Linked DNA regions of Anas platyrhynchos: region 1 is linked to region 2. The links are chromatin contacts, called in public Hi-C maps. All regions are on one chromosome and are shown on one strand. Each heading gives the region's core, a stretch centred on a gene start, on an enhancer-like site or on the middle of the called end of the contact. The rest is flanking DNA. Distances are from core to core; before and after follow the strand shown. Region 1 holds the start of KCNE1 (potassium voltage-gated channel subfamily E regulatory subunit 1). Region 2 overlaps KCNE2 (potassium voltage-gated channel subfamily E regulatory subunit 2).

The links. Hi-C and Micro-C count contacts between places; a contact is called where the count stands out from the background.
Region 1: a contact with region 2 is called in a Hi-C map of subcutaneous adipose tissue, with 1.8 times the contacts expected there. The contact joins the promoter of KCNE1 here to the enhancer-like site in region 2. A contact is called at or near these places in 4 of 8 Hi-C or Micro-C datasets (F5 follicle, liver, skeletal muscle and 1 more).

Annotation. Positions count from the first base shown.
Region 1 is chr1:111,359,159-111,365,252 of IASCAAS_PekinDuck_T2T, reverse strand. It overlaps KCNE1 (potassium voltage-gated channel subfamily E regulatory subunit 1), which reads left to right and starts at 4,617. Exons shown (of 2, transcript XM_038173395.2): 1 at 4,617-5,154.
Region 2 is chr1:111,285,550-111,291,718 of IASCAAS_PekinDuck_T2T, reverse strand. All of the region lies in intron 2 of KCNE2 (potassium voltage-gated channel subfamily E regulatory subunit 2), which reads right to left. Among named protein-coding and RNA genes, the nearest start is that of SMIM11, 18 kb to the left of the region's middle. Within about 2 kb of position 4,043, at least 5 of the 8 cell types and tissues checked have an H3K27ac peak or open chromatin away from gene starts, as enhancers often do. A contact at or near this core is called in F5 follicle, where this site is marked.

The DNA of each region.
Region 1 (6,094 bases), core at 3,368-5,867, 73 kb before region 2:
AAAAAAAAAGATACTTGGACAATTTCATCTGAAGGTTTTCCAATGGGGTAAAATCCATTTTCTGTGTTCCTCAGCATCTCAAAGGGCCAGGACTTGTTCCACACAGTTTACCCACCCACCCACCTGCACACACACACACACACACACACACACCAGTCCTTGCTGCCAGGTGAAGGAGCGTACTGCAAGCATCTTAATGGCAATTACCCCTTTTCTTTGATTCTCTTCTTCCTTCTCTTTATCATTATTTGTTGGTACAGAAAATGGAGCAGAAGAGCTGTTTCCGTGCCTGTGCAACCACAGAAAATGGTGATGGATGCATGCTTGAAGTCCTTGTGCTCCAAATCAACATATTTCTACTGATTTATTGTCAGTTAACAGGGCATTATCAAACAAACTGAAACACCAAGGGATTTTTTTCTTTGGTGACAGAACAGTGAGCTTTTGTGTTTGGTTTGCTCTGGGTGGAGTTGGGGGAGAGCATGGGAGGGAAAGCACTCTTTCCTCTTTTCAGCTGAGAAAAAAAAAAACAAAAACAATTATTTGCACTCACCTTGCTCCAAACCCAGGCTGCTTTGTTGGCCAATTGCTGTTTGGGCAGGTAGGTAAACTCAAACCCACCCTGTGAAAGAAAGGTAGGAAAGTTTTGGTTTGACACATCTGAGCAGATGCTTTCCAGAGCACATGGTGGTGCTCTGCGAGGAGCAGGGCCAGGGGCAGCCTGTGAGCTCCCCTGGGGGCTGGCTGCTGGGTCTGTGCGAGGTACGTGCTGAGGCCTTGTGGCATCTGGCACAGGCACCCAGCTCTGCCTTTGGAAAAAAAAATATTTTTAAGAACACATCAATTTTTATATTTTGCAGACAACTGGATTGTGCAAGTTTGATGTGAAAGGCTCTTCTTTTTTGGAGGTGCTTCAGCACCTAGTGTCTTGCCTGGCTTTCCTCTTATATAAACAGAGCAAGAGGATTGTGTCTGGCCAGAAACTTTGGCCATGCTGTTTCCCCTTGCCTGGCAGGTGCTTTTGCCTTGCCTGTGACCTTTATGTCAGTGGGAGTCATGCCTACCAGCAGCAAGGTGCCTCTCGCTGGGCCTGTGCTGAATGCAGCCAGTCAGAAATGAAACCCGCATAAACATATCTGTGCTTCGAATGCATTTTTATACTCTGTAAACTTGATGATGGCTGCGCAGCAGGAAAGAAACCTTTACACGGGAGGCTGAGTCGCGTGGAGGTGCCCGGGCAGAGCTGCAGCTGCTCAGGGTGGTGGGAGATGTTTGGGGATGCTGCTCTCTCACCATCAGGAGCCTCTTCAAACACGGAGCATTAGTGCAAAGAGAGCATCTGTGGCCTCATCTGTGCCTGGATTTGGTCTTAGCCTTTCAATTGTTGCCCCTAAACAGATGACCTGAGACCTGTTTGTTCCTCCTCACGATCCCGTGGTTCGGCTTTAAAAACACAGTATGCAGAAAAGTGATTTAAGAAGCGAGTTAAAAGACTGATTTTGTACTACTGCAATGACAAAATGGTGTTGTCGCTTGTGTTGTCACTCCCTGACATGTAGTTAGTTTCTTGTTTGGTTAGTTGTGAGGGTTTTTTTCAGCTGTCATTTGTGGTGATGTTGTTTCCTACATGTGTAAATATTTGCAAGGCGGTTTGACATGGGTCATGGTTTAAGAGAGAAAAAGCTTATGGGGAAAAAAAAAAGTGCACAAATAACCCAAACCACCTCTGAACAAATATATGAAAAGTTGCAGGCATCTGTTCTTTCCCCCAAGGTCTGTATGCCTCCGTCACCAGTGAGCCCAGTGGAGAGGAGGCTCCCCACACAGCAGCAGAGATGGGGCGCAGAGGCTGGGGTGCATCACGTCCATGGGACGCCTGGCCCAAGGGGACCGCAATCCCTCTTGAGTGTTGGGGTGCTGCAACTTTCATTAAAAGGAAAAGCAGAGGTATCTTGGTTATTTTTCCATTTGCCAGGCTTGTGCTTGCCCGGTTATTTTTATCAGAAGGGGCAGGCTCAATTTCAGATTTGTTCCTTGTTGGCTTTGAGCAATTTTGATGTCCTAGCTCATTCAGTAGTGTGACAGCAGCGTTCGGACCCCCAGCACCTATTGGTATAATGATGCAGATGGGATTAAAAGAAAATGAACCATAGGAAAATGTCCCTCTTCTACAGAAACCTGAGCGAGTCTTGAGCCGGCGATGTAGCATTAAGATGAAATCAGGTGTGATAGAGTAAACAAAATTATTGGTTTTATGCTACGAAACACTAAAGATGTTAAAGACACACTTTGCTAGAGCAGAGCTAAGTAGAGGAGAGTTGCAACCAGACAGCATCTGCATCAACTATGACAAGGATTCAAGTATTCATCCACCTCCCGGCTGTGGTCATGGCAAGCCCCTCATTATTCCCGCTGCTGCAACATGAGTAAGCAGCTAAAAACAGCCAGGCAAGGGGCAATGCCCAGCAAACATTTTTCTCCTCCCAGCACCACTTGGTGAGCCCTGCTGCTTCTGGTGCCAGCCAGGAGGGATACGGGCTCCCAAAGGATGTGAGGAGCAGTGGCAGGGGTGTTGTGGCAAGGGGCAGAAGCTCAGGCAGCTGGGGACTCAGCCTGTGATGCACTACAATACTCAGAACAAAGACTTGTGGTTCAGGAAAAGTACCCAAGAGTAAGACGCTAAAGCTTTTGAATAGTTTCTGGAGGTCCTCACTGACCAGGATGTGCATACGACACTTGCAGGTAGTGAATCATTTGTGGTTATAGTTCTGCACAAACAAGAACCTCACTTTATTTATTTATTTTTTAAACATTTAGGGTAAAAAGGTGGCACTAGCTGGAGCTTTTTGACATGAGTGTCGCTGGTCATAACACCAGAAAAAACAATATCCTCTCGGTGAGATCTACTGGAAACTATTTGGATGGTACGTTTGCTGCATTAATACAGTTTGAGTAATGGACAGTGTTTGGAAACAAAACTTTCCAAACGAAGGGAATGATGTACTATATCTGGTGCAGGAGCTGAACAACAGGAATTCACATTTTCCATTTCCTGGTGCGGAACAAACAAAGTAGGCTTAAAATTAGTAAATCTGTTAGTCACTGCGTTATGAATGGCACGGTCAAGTAAAGCCACGGCTTGGGGAACATGTTTGCTATAGCTACATTTCTAAATAAAACGGGCCTGCTGCTTGGCACGTGGCACACCTTAGCAGGACGGAGCATTTGACATCTCACATCTGAGCATCTTCATGACTGGGGTTTAGGATCAGGCTTCGCAGGGCTGGGATGTACCTCACAAGGCTCTGTGGGCTGCTGCTTGCCATGGCTCGACGGGAAGCAACAAGCCAACAGCTCCCACCCTGGGCTCCACTGCCATGGTGGCTTTTTCAAAACCCTTGTGTTGCGTAGCACTTTGGGATTTCAGTAAAGGAAGTAAGTTTGTGTCTTCCAAAGCAGTTTGGTCTAGATCTGAGCTTTATTTTTAGCTATATTCTTTTCATTTAATGACAGTACCTATTCTGGGGACATTTGCTGTTCAATAACAAGAAGGTACATGCTCAACCAGGAGGATTTAATGAACCCCATCCCTTTTACAACCGTTTTGGTTAAAGTCACCTCACCGTTTGTTGAGGTGATGCTCTCCCCAGGCTGTGGCTGAGCACTGCTTTTCCCAGGTGCCACAAAAGGCGTGAGCAGCTGAAGTCACTTCTGCCAGCCCCAGGTCAGAAGCAGAGGTCTTCAGCCCCACCGCTGGCTGAGAAAGAATGGAAATTATGAGCTTAGCAATAGTCCCTTATTTAAAGCAAGAGGAATGTGTGACAGCCTGAATTAAGGAGGGACAGTTTCGCTCGTGTCTAGCCTATTGTTACAAGTGGGAGGGAATTCAAAAAAACCGAGCAGGCTTGTTTGCTTAGGAGGGAAAGAAAGAAATGCCTGAAGTAACGCAAATATGCAGTGTGTGGAGAAAATGCCCACATATGCACAATTAAAGCGTGAGTGTATAAATGCAGACACAAACCCCAGGGCAGGAGAGGAGCAGGGGCAGGCAGTGCCCTTCATTCAGCAGCTCCAACAACAAGCCAGCCACCCTTCTGGAGGCACAAAATTTCTGCTCTCTGCATGTGTGTTTGAGCTGGGTGCACTGAAACTTCTTAGGGGTGGAAGTTGTGTGGATGGGGGAAGCAGGACCGCTACGGTCTAACAAGGACCCTCCTCAGGAACGGCAGTGGAAGCGAATTTTTGCTTTCTTGCCAGTCCAGGAGCCAGTGGTGTGGAGTAAAAATGTTTCATGGCCATTAGGAAGCCACCAGGTTATGTGGGTATGCCTTTTGTAATCACGACTGTCAGCCCGTCCCGTGCACAAACCACTTTGGGAACCCGCGTCCTTCTGCTGAACCGGCACTGCTGGTGCGCTTCTGCCTCCCTCTTTCTTTTATGTCTGCACAAAACAAAAACTAACCAAAATAAAACCCCAACTACACACATGTGCATGCACACACAAAGCCAAAACTAACGAAAAACCAGGCCAACATGCTAAGGGGCTGGCTTTTAAGGCTGATGGTGTAGATATTGAGATTCATCAGGCCATTTATTTCAGGGGACTGGCACGAAACTCTTGGGCTATGTTTCAGTATCGCTCCCCCATCGCTGCCTTTGACCACTAACCACGCGGACTGTTGGTTTTCGTGTTCTTCATTTCTGCCTTTTTCAGCAGCCTCAGGCTCACATCTCCTGATCGCCGGCAATAAAAGTTGGAGTGCAGCGCTGACAGCATATCTACCACAATTAATCTCTTTCCGCACGCATTCGAGGTTTGCTTTCAGCAATGTCATTAGGTGGAGCTGCAGCCTCTGGCACTTCTTGGGAGCTCCATCTCTGTCATTCATTAAACGCGCTGAAGAGGGACGGTAACCTCAAGACAGATTAATTATCATCATTGCTTCCAAGTATATCGTGCCCAAACTCTATGAGAGGTTTTCTAGGTAACTGAAAGATGAGGTCCCTGCAATGAGGAAGTTGCAATTAAAACCCGCGGTGCTGATATAGGAAAGGAAGAGAAGGAGTTGCCTCGAAGAACAGAGCGGTGAAGTTTGCATTGAGCTTCATTTCGCTGCTCTCCTCCTCACCCTGTATTGCAGGCCCTGCTCTGAGGTAAGGAGTTAAGTGCTGACAAAGTGCATTTGCATAACGTGGGCCCATGGCAAGTTTAGTTATGCTTGCAGGTAGGCTCCTTCCATCCCACGCCAGCACAGCCAGCTCCTAACCCCCACGCATCATTGACCTGCGTTCCTGCATCCACGGGGAGCTGGGGAGGCTCACTCCAGGTAGGGAATAACCAAGAGATGATTTTATTTGAAATGGAGGAGAACTAGTTGGTGATTTTGGTAAAGTCAGGATTTTGTGTCCATCAGTCCTGCAGCTTCTTTACAGCTACCTGAAAGGAGGCTGCAGCAAGGGGGCTGTTGGTCTCTTTTTTTCTCGGGTGAAAAGTGATGAGACACAAGGAAAGGGTCTCATACTGTGCTGGGGAGGTTTAGGTTGGAGATCGGGAAGGATCTCTTCCCAAGGAGGGTGGTCAAGCATTGGAACGAGCTGCCCTCAGAAATGCTGGAGTCCCCATCCCTGGAGGTATTTAGAAGGTGTGTGGACATGGCACTTAGAGACATGGTCTGGTAGGATGGTGAAAATTTTGGTGATCTGGCAGGTCTTTTCCAGCCTAGATGATCCTGCGATGCTGTGCTTTTCCTCCAGACCAGAGAACAAAATGTCAGCAGCTGTGTTAACACCACTGGGTATGGCAGGGACGGGCACTGTGTAAGACGCTGTGGCCCAACACATGCTGCAGTAGTGTTGCAGTCCTAGAAAAATTTGTGGTCTCCATCGTTTTGTTTGCAATGCCATTGTGGTCCAGAGGCACTGCACTTACTGCATCAGCACGCTCAGCACAAAGCTGAAATGTCCCAACAGAAGTATGCCTAGTCAATGCTACCTCTGTGTTTGTTTTCCCACAGACATTGTAGTTAGGGAAATGTGCATATTTCTTTTTTTTATTTATTTTATTTTTTTTTATTGTGTTCTTAGTTTGTGCAGG
Region 2 (6,169 bases), core at 2,794-5,293:
ATGTTAAGCCCATTCCACTGCTCTGGATAAAGAAAATTTCCTGAAGCTGAGCCTCCGCCAGAAGCTGGAGTGGGTCCAAAGAAGGTTATTCTGGGTGAGCTCCCTGAGGGATTTCAGCAGATAATTTTGTGCGTCCCTGTAGCACCCTATCCTGGAGATCAGGAAAGTAATCTTTTGATTGGATTCCACCTGATTAATTGCCTTCTTGGATTTGCTAATGTCCAGTGCTTTAGAAATCGTATTCTGGCATCTCCATCAACGCCTATGGTAAAAGCTTCAATAGAGAGCCATGAAACGTTGTTTCATTTTAGATTTCAAAAATACTGTGACTATGGTGTCAAGAAAAATATGCTGAAACCATTGTGGCGTGGCATATGCATTTATCCCATCAAAATAATGGAAATGCTTTTTTGTCCTGCTTTCTCTCTCTTTTTTTTTTTTTTTTTTTTTTTTTTTTTTTTTTTTTTTTTTGGCCCTATATAGCATGCATTTCCTCAAAGTGCTTTCTTCAAGAAGGCTGAGTTTAGCATTTCCACTGCTGGGTTTCACTCACCCTTTCTGAGATGGGAGAAAGAAGAAATAACCATTTTCATAAAAACTCCTTCACTTTTGAAATAAATTAGATTTTTCACAGTTCCCAAGAACATCTGCAGACCTGCATTACCAAAGTATGCGTACCTTGTTCTGTGTGTAAGTGTGTGATTGTTACGTTTAATTTAAGAATGTGTTCACAAAATTTCCATTACATGTTGATACCATACCTTGGTTTTACCTTTACCCAGATCATTCAGAGGTCTCATTTTCTCATTGGGATGACCACAGGCTTCATGCTGTTATCTTCTGGATGGGGATGAACCTGCCTACAGCAGCCTGGAAAGCACCAGGGCACAGGAGGCAGTATGCAGACTGCCGAGGGCAGGCTTGGGTCTCAATCCCATGAGATCTCAAGGATAAGGAATAGCTCCACAGTCCAGGGCAAACTGTTAAATCAAATTCCTGATTTATGCTATTCTGCAGGGAGGGCCATACCTCAGGCACCTACAGTACATGCAGAGATTTACCTTTACCATTACCCCTCTTCCACCACCAGAGCTATCTATGAGCTCAGTGTTAACTGCAACCCTCCAGCCCCAAAGCAGCACCATACTGGCTTAACTTGAGTTTATACCCTGACATGTGCAACAATTCACTAAGCGCACACAATGGCATGTGAACTATGGGACTAAATGTATCAGCCACCGAGGTATCTATACGCTGGAGGACAGGAGTCTTAAGATGACAATGTATTGTCTAAGTGGCATCCTAGATCTTCATTTTAAAGTGCTTAGTGCTATTGCAATAGCAGGAAAATGTTTCTAATGCAAATTTCAGATAAAAGTCAGTAGTTTCTTCCCACAAACACTACAGTGAATAGTCTGGAGTCAAGTGGGTGTTTATTTGTCTGCTAGCCACCTCCTCATCTGCTCCAGATTCTTTCAGAGCTGACGATCTTCAGTTTATTGTCCTGGAGAGCTGCGAATCAGTAGGGTGCAAGGGACAGACTGCCTGCCTGGTTTTGAGCATATGTATTTCCACTCAAATTAGCATGAAAGGCATCCCAGGTCAAAAAAAATAAATAAAAATGACCCATCTCTGTCTTTCCTACCACTGACGTTCTTCAGCCTGGTGTTACAGCTGCTAAACAAGGAGTTTTTATGGGATAATTTTAAAAGTTGTTACTGGCTGATAATCAAAGGCCCTTAAAAGAAAAGCAGCACTGGAGGTAAGGAAAGAGCAGATGGAAAAGCATACACAGGAACTACCGCAATTACAGAATCCATATGATATAATAGCAAATGTTTTGCCATGTAATGCCTCATTCACAATAATGATGTGAGGCAAACTGTCTTTCAATGGTCATGAAGGAAAACAATTCTCAGGCAGAAGCACCATCTGCTGGTGGACACCAGTTTTATTACTTCACTTGGGAAGTTTACAGTAAAACCATTCTAAGCAACTACCTAAGAGATTGTTAGAGGTGCCTAGGAGCTGTCTTTGAGACCTTAATCCAAGTCTTAAATGTGATATTTACTCACTTTTCACGTCAAATCCCTCATGGCGTTGTGTTACTCCAGTTCCTAGCTGAGAAGCTCTACAAGCAGGTCTTTGCTTTGACAGAAGCAAAAGGTTTCTTACATTTGGAAAAGGATCAGGCTTTCAGTCTCTTCTCACTTAAGTCAATACAACAACTTTCACTGCCTCCCAAGCACCACAAGTGTTTCTTCAGTGACAGCAGGAGATACTTTAGCCTTGGGCTACAAAGACTGTATGTCTCCCCATTTGTCCATAGAGGTTTTTTCTATAAGTGGAAATTGCTTTCTGCCCAGAAACATGGAGTAAGGGCAAATACCTTACAAGCTTTCAAGAAAAGGTCAAGACACTGGGCTATGTTTTGCCCAGTGGATATACTGAATGATTAAAAATTTCCTTACATTTCAGTCCAAAGGAAATGTGAAAAACACTGTGCTGTATGTTATACAGGAAATGGTTAGTGTGCTTACAGAGGCTTTATTTTGAGTTAATTTCATATGTTCCTTCATTAAAAATTTACTCCAGTGAGTAAATTGAGACCTGAGATCTCAATGCAGCATCACGAAATCACCCCTGCTCCTGGCCTTCAGTGAAAAAACAAAGGGTTCCTTACAGCAAACTGCTTCTTCTCCAGAAGGACCCCAAACATTCCAGATCCAAATGTAATAATGTACAGGGACTGGCTGAAGAAAGTCTTGAATCATCTCTGTGATTTTTGATTTTGCCAACCCACACTCACAATTAAAGTAAAAACATGGTTTCCGTAGCTTGAGGCTCATCTAGATTAATTTCATCTTCTTGGAGGGGAAGTCTCCAAAATTTCAGCAAGGAGACTTTTTCTTAAAACTGATCTGCAAAACTTGTGTTGTTTTTGGTTTTTGTTTGTTTGTTTGTCTGTTTTTCTGCTTTCTCTGGTCAGATTTTAGTTTTGATATGTAAACCTTTGCATTACAGCTAAGAACTACCCTAAAGCTAACACACCAGATAAGTGCTCTGTAATGGGTTGAAGAGAGTGGTGTGTCATCTGTGTGCCCATTTATCAGGAGGACCAAACCCGTGGGGAGATCACTCACATTTTTTACTTCAAAGGCTCCATATCAGACCGTATTTGGCACACATCTCAAAGCCCTGTGCCTAACCTGGATCTCTGGCTAAATGTCATCATAGAAGACAAGGAAGCTGATTAGATATAAAAATATCTGTGTCTTTGGAATGCCTGCCAGTGAAGCAAAAGTGGATTTAATCTCTTCCAGATACATGGTTTTCCACAGAGCAGAACAATGAGATGTCCCTTGCTTTTTCTCTCAGAGAACACGGAATACCAGAGATGATGCAGATCCCTTCAACCGCAGCTGGCATTGTTGCTCTAAATACCATTTCCTATTTGAAGGGCCAACTGCAGTCTTATTAAGGTAGCAAACACTTTATCTTTCCCTTCAGATATCAGGCCAGTAGCAAAAGCACTCTAAGGTGACCCAAAATGGGTTCCTCCTATTTCTTTCTGTCTGCAGCTGAGGACTATGAGACAAAGAAGCAGACCATGAAGAAACGGCCGTGAAGAAATGGCCACAGAAGAAAAAGTGATGTTCTACCAGTATTAGGCTACAGGCATTTTGTTTAATATCCTTGCACTGATAGGTACTCTTCTGTCTGGAAGTCTCAATGTTGCTTTAAGCACAAGACCGGCTCAGTCTTAGAGTGAAAGCTCTTTTCACTGGAATCTTTTGACAAACTCAATGTATTTTTAAGCTCTATCTTTTTAGAAGATATTTGCTGAAAATACAGATACAGTTTTGCTCATGTAACGCTAAACAATCTGGAAGCTTCCAGACGCACTGCATGTGGTGTGAGATTTTCTTTAACAAGTTGGAACTTTGAAGGGAGCTTTATCTCACCAGGCAGGAACAGCATGAGCTGTACCCTGTAGCATCTCACAGCTGATACGAGTCTGAGGAAGGGTGAGAACATTACTTCCGAAGGACACAGACACATACCACCCAGAGACAGAGCCTGGCTACCCACACAGAGCAGCCTCAAGGAGGTCCACATCTGCAGGACTGCACTCTGTGCTCTCTTGCTGTCTGTGGGACTTTTTTGGGTAATAGGACCACCATGTACCTGAGCAGCTCAAATGAAAACATTAATTTGCTAACCGCATTTCAGGAAAGGAACTGAAAACAAAGACTTTCAAGGAAAATGAGGTGTGTAATACAATTAAAATTAATGGGAGCTAGGAAATGCAATTGCTTTGAGAAACAGAGTGGGTGTTTTTTATGGTCACTGAGTGACTCTGATGGGACAGAAGGCTGAGCCTAGGTCTTCTCAGCTGTGGCTGTCTCTGCTCACCCACTGACCCCTGATAACTTTGCCGTAGAGAGATTTATGAACCCTGTCCTCCACATAATCTGCATCAGAGTTCTCATTCCTACATAATGCCCTACCTTATACCTAACATCCATGCTACCTGGATGATGAAAATCTGCCTGAGAAATCTGGCAGTGTCCTAGAGTTGCCCTTGCTCTTTTAAACAACGGTCCCTATATTCACAGGTAAGCAGTATTTTTAATTGATCATTAATGACACATCACAGGTAGCTGAAGTTCATGAGATGAGTGATGACCAAAGGCTCATCTGAACCATCCTGAACTTTGCGGAACTGGAGATCAGATACTGTGTCAGGAATCATTAATAATCGATTGAAACCAACTCTCCCATTTAACAGGAGGAATTCAGGAGCTTAGAGCCATCTTTGTGATAGAATCTGATCCTAATTCATATCACTGTGTACCTGAGCTCTTCCTAGGTTAGCCATAATCCCAGAACAATGTCCCTGGTAATTTTTATGGTATCATCAACTGTAATCAAGGAAATGATCTCAAATGCATATGCAAAATAGGGTCTAGAATCACAGCCTGTACAGCATCAAAATGGCAAGTAGGCAGAACACAGAAATCCCCTTTTACAGATGATTATTATTATTATTGAATACAGTTGTCTTCCACCTCAGACAGAACTCTAACAGTTCATCTTCCTCTCGGAAAGGGGATGGAGTCTCAGGTTGGTGTGTGGGAAGGGGGAGGAGGAAGCACAGGTGCAGTCTGCATGATGCCTGGGCCACTGAGGAGCTGTGAGATGGGTCTGTCAAAATCTCATCCAAACCTAAAGCCATTAAGTTTCAACAAGTTGGTGATTTCCTTGTTTTGTTGCTGTTTCTTCAGCCAGCTGCCATGGTGATGGATCCAGTCCGGAGGGGGTACTAACACAATACTGCTGCTGTATTCTGGAGAGCACTGCATGCTCCAGCGTGGCAGTCTCCCTCTGCTGCTACTGCCAGCTGCTGCAAGGGTTTGACAGGAGCTCCTGGGTGCACATATGAACAAGTTAAAAGAGAGGTTAGCCCATGGTCATCAAAGCCAAGTGCCTCCTCAGGACTTGCTCTGATTCAGAAACCCAGACAGTGGCAACAGTAGATAAGGATAGGTCTGGGCTTGGCCCACTGGAGCTGATGAAGAATTATTTGCTGACACAGTAACCATGTGAGCATCCTTCTGGCTAGATGGTAAACCACAGGGAGTCTGGAATCAGTTGCCCAGGTTCAGGTTTGAGGTATGTAGTGTGTATTATGATCTACTGAAGATGGGGCCTGAATCTTGGAGAGGCTGCAGAAGTTCCCATGGAAGGGTTGCTGCAGCTGTAAGCACACTGAGGACACTGAAGTGTATGGATGAGGCCAACTTTTATGGGAATAACTCTGCCACTTAGGTTAGCACTCACAGAGAGACACTTGCACACGTGGTTACTGTGCAGGCAAACCCCTAGATGAATCTGGTACCATTTACCAATGGAGCCAGGAAGAAGAAGGCATGCCTTATGCTGGCTGAAATGCACTTAGCCTTTCCTCTCAGTCTGGCTGAGAAGACGAGGGCAAAGTTATCAAGAATCAAAGTGCAGAAAACTGCATGGATATTCTTCCTGTTTACAACCTAGTCAGCGTCAAAGTTTGGCCGCCCAAAAGGCTGGAGCCGACGGCTGGGTAACCCTACGAGCTGGCACTTCTATTTACTCGCCTTTGCTAAGCCACAGATTCACCTTCACTCTT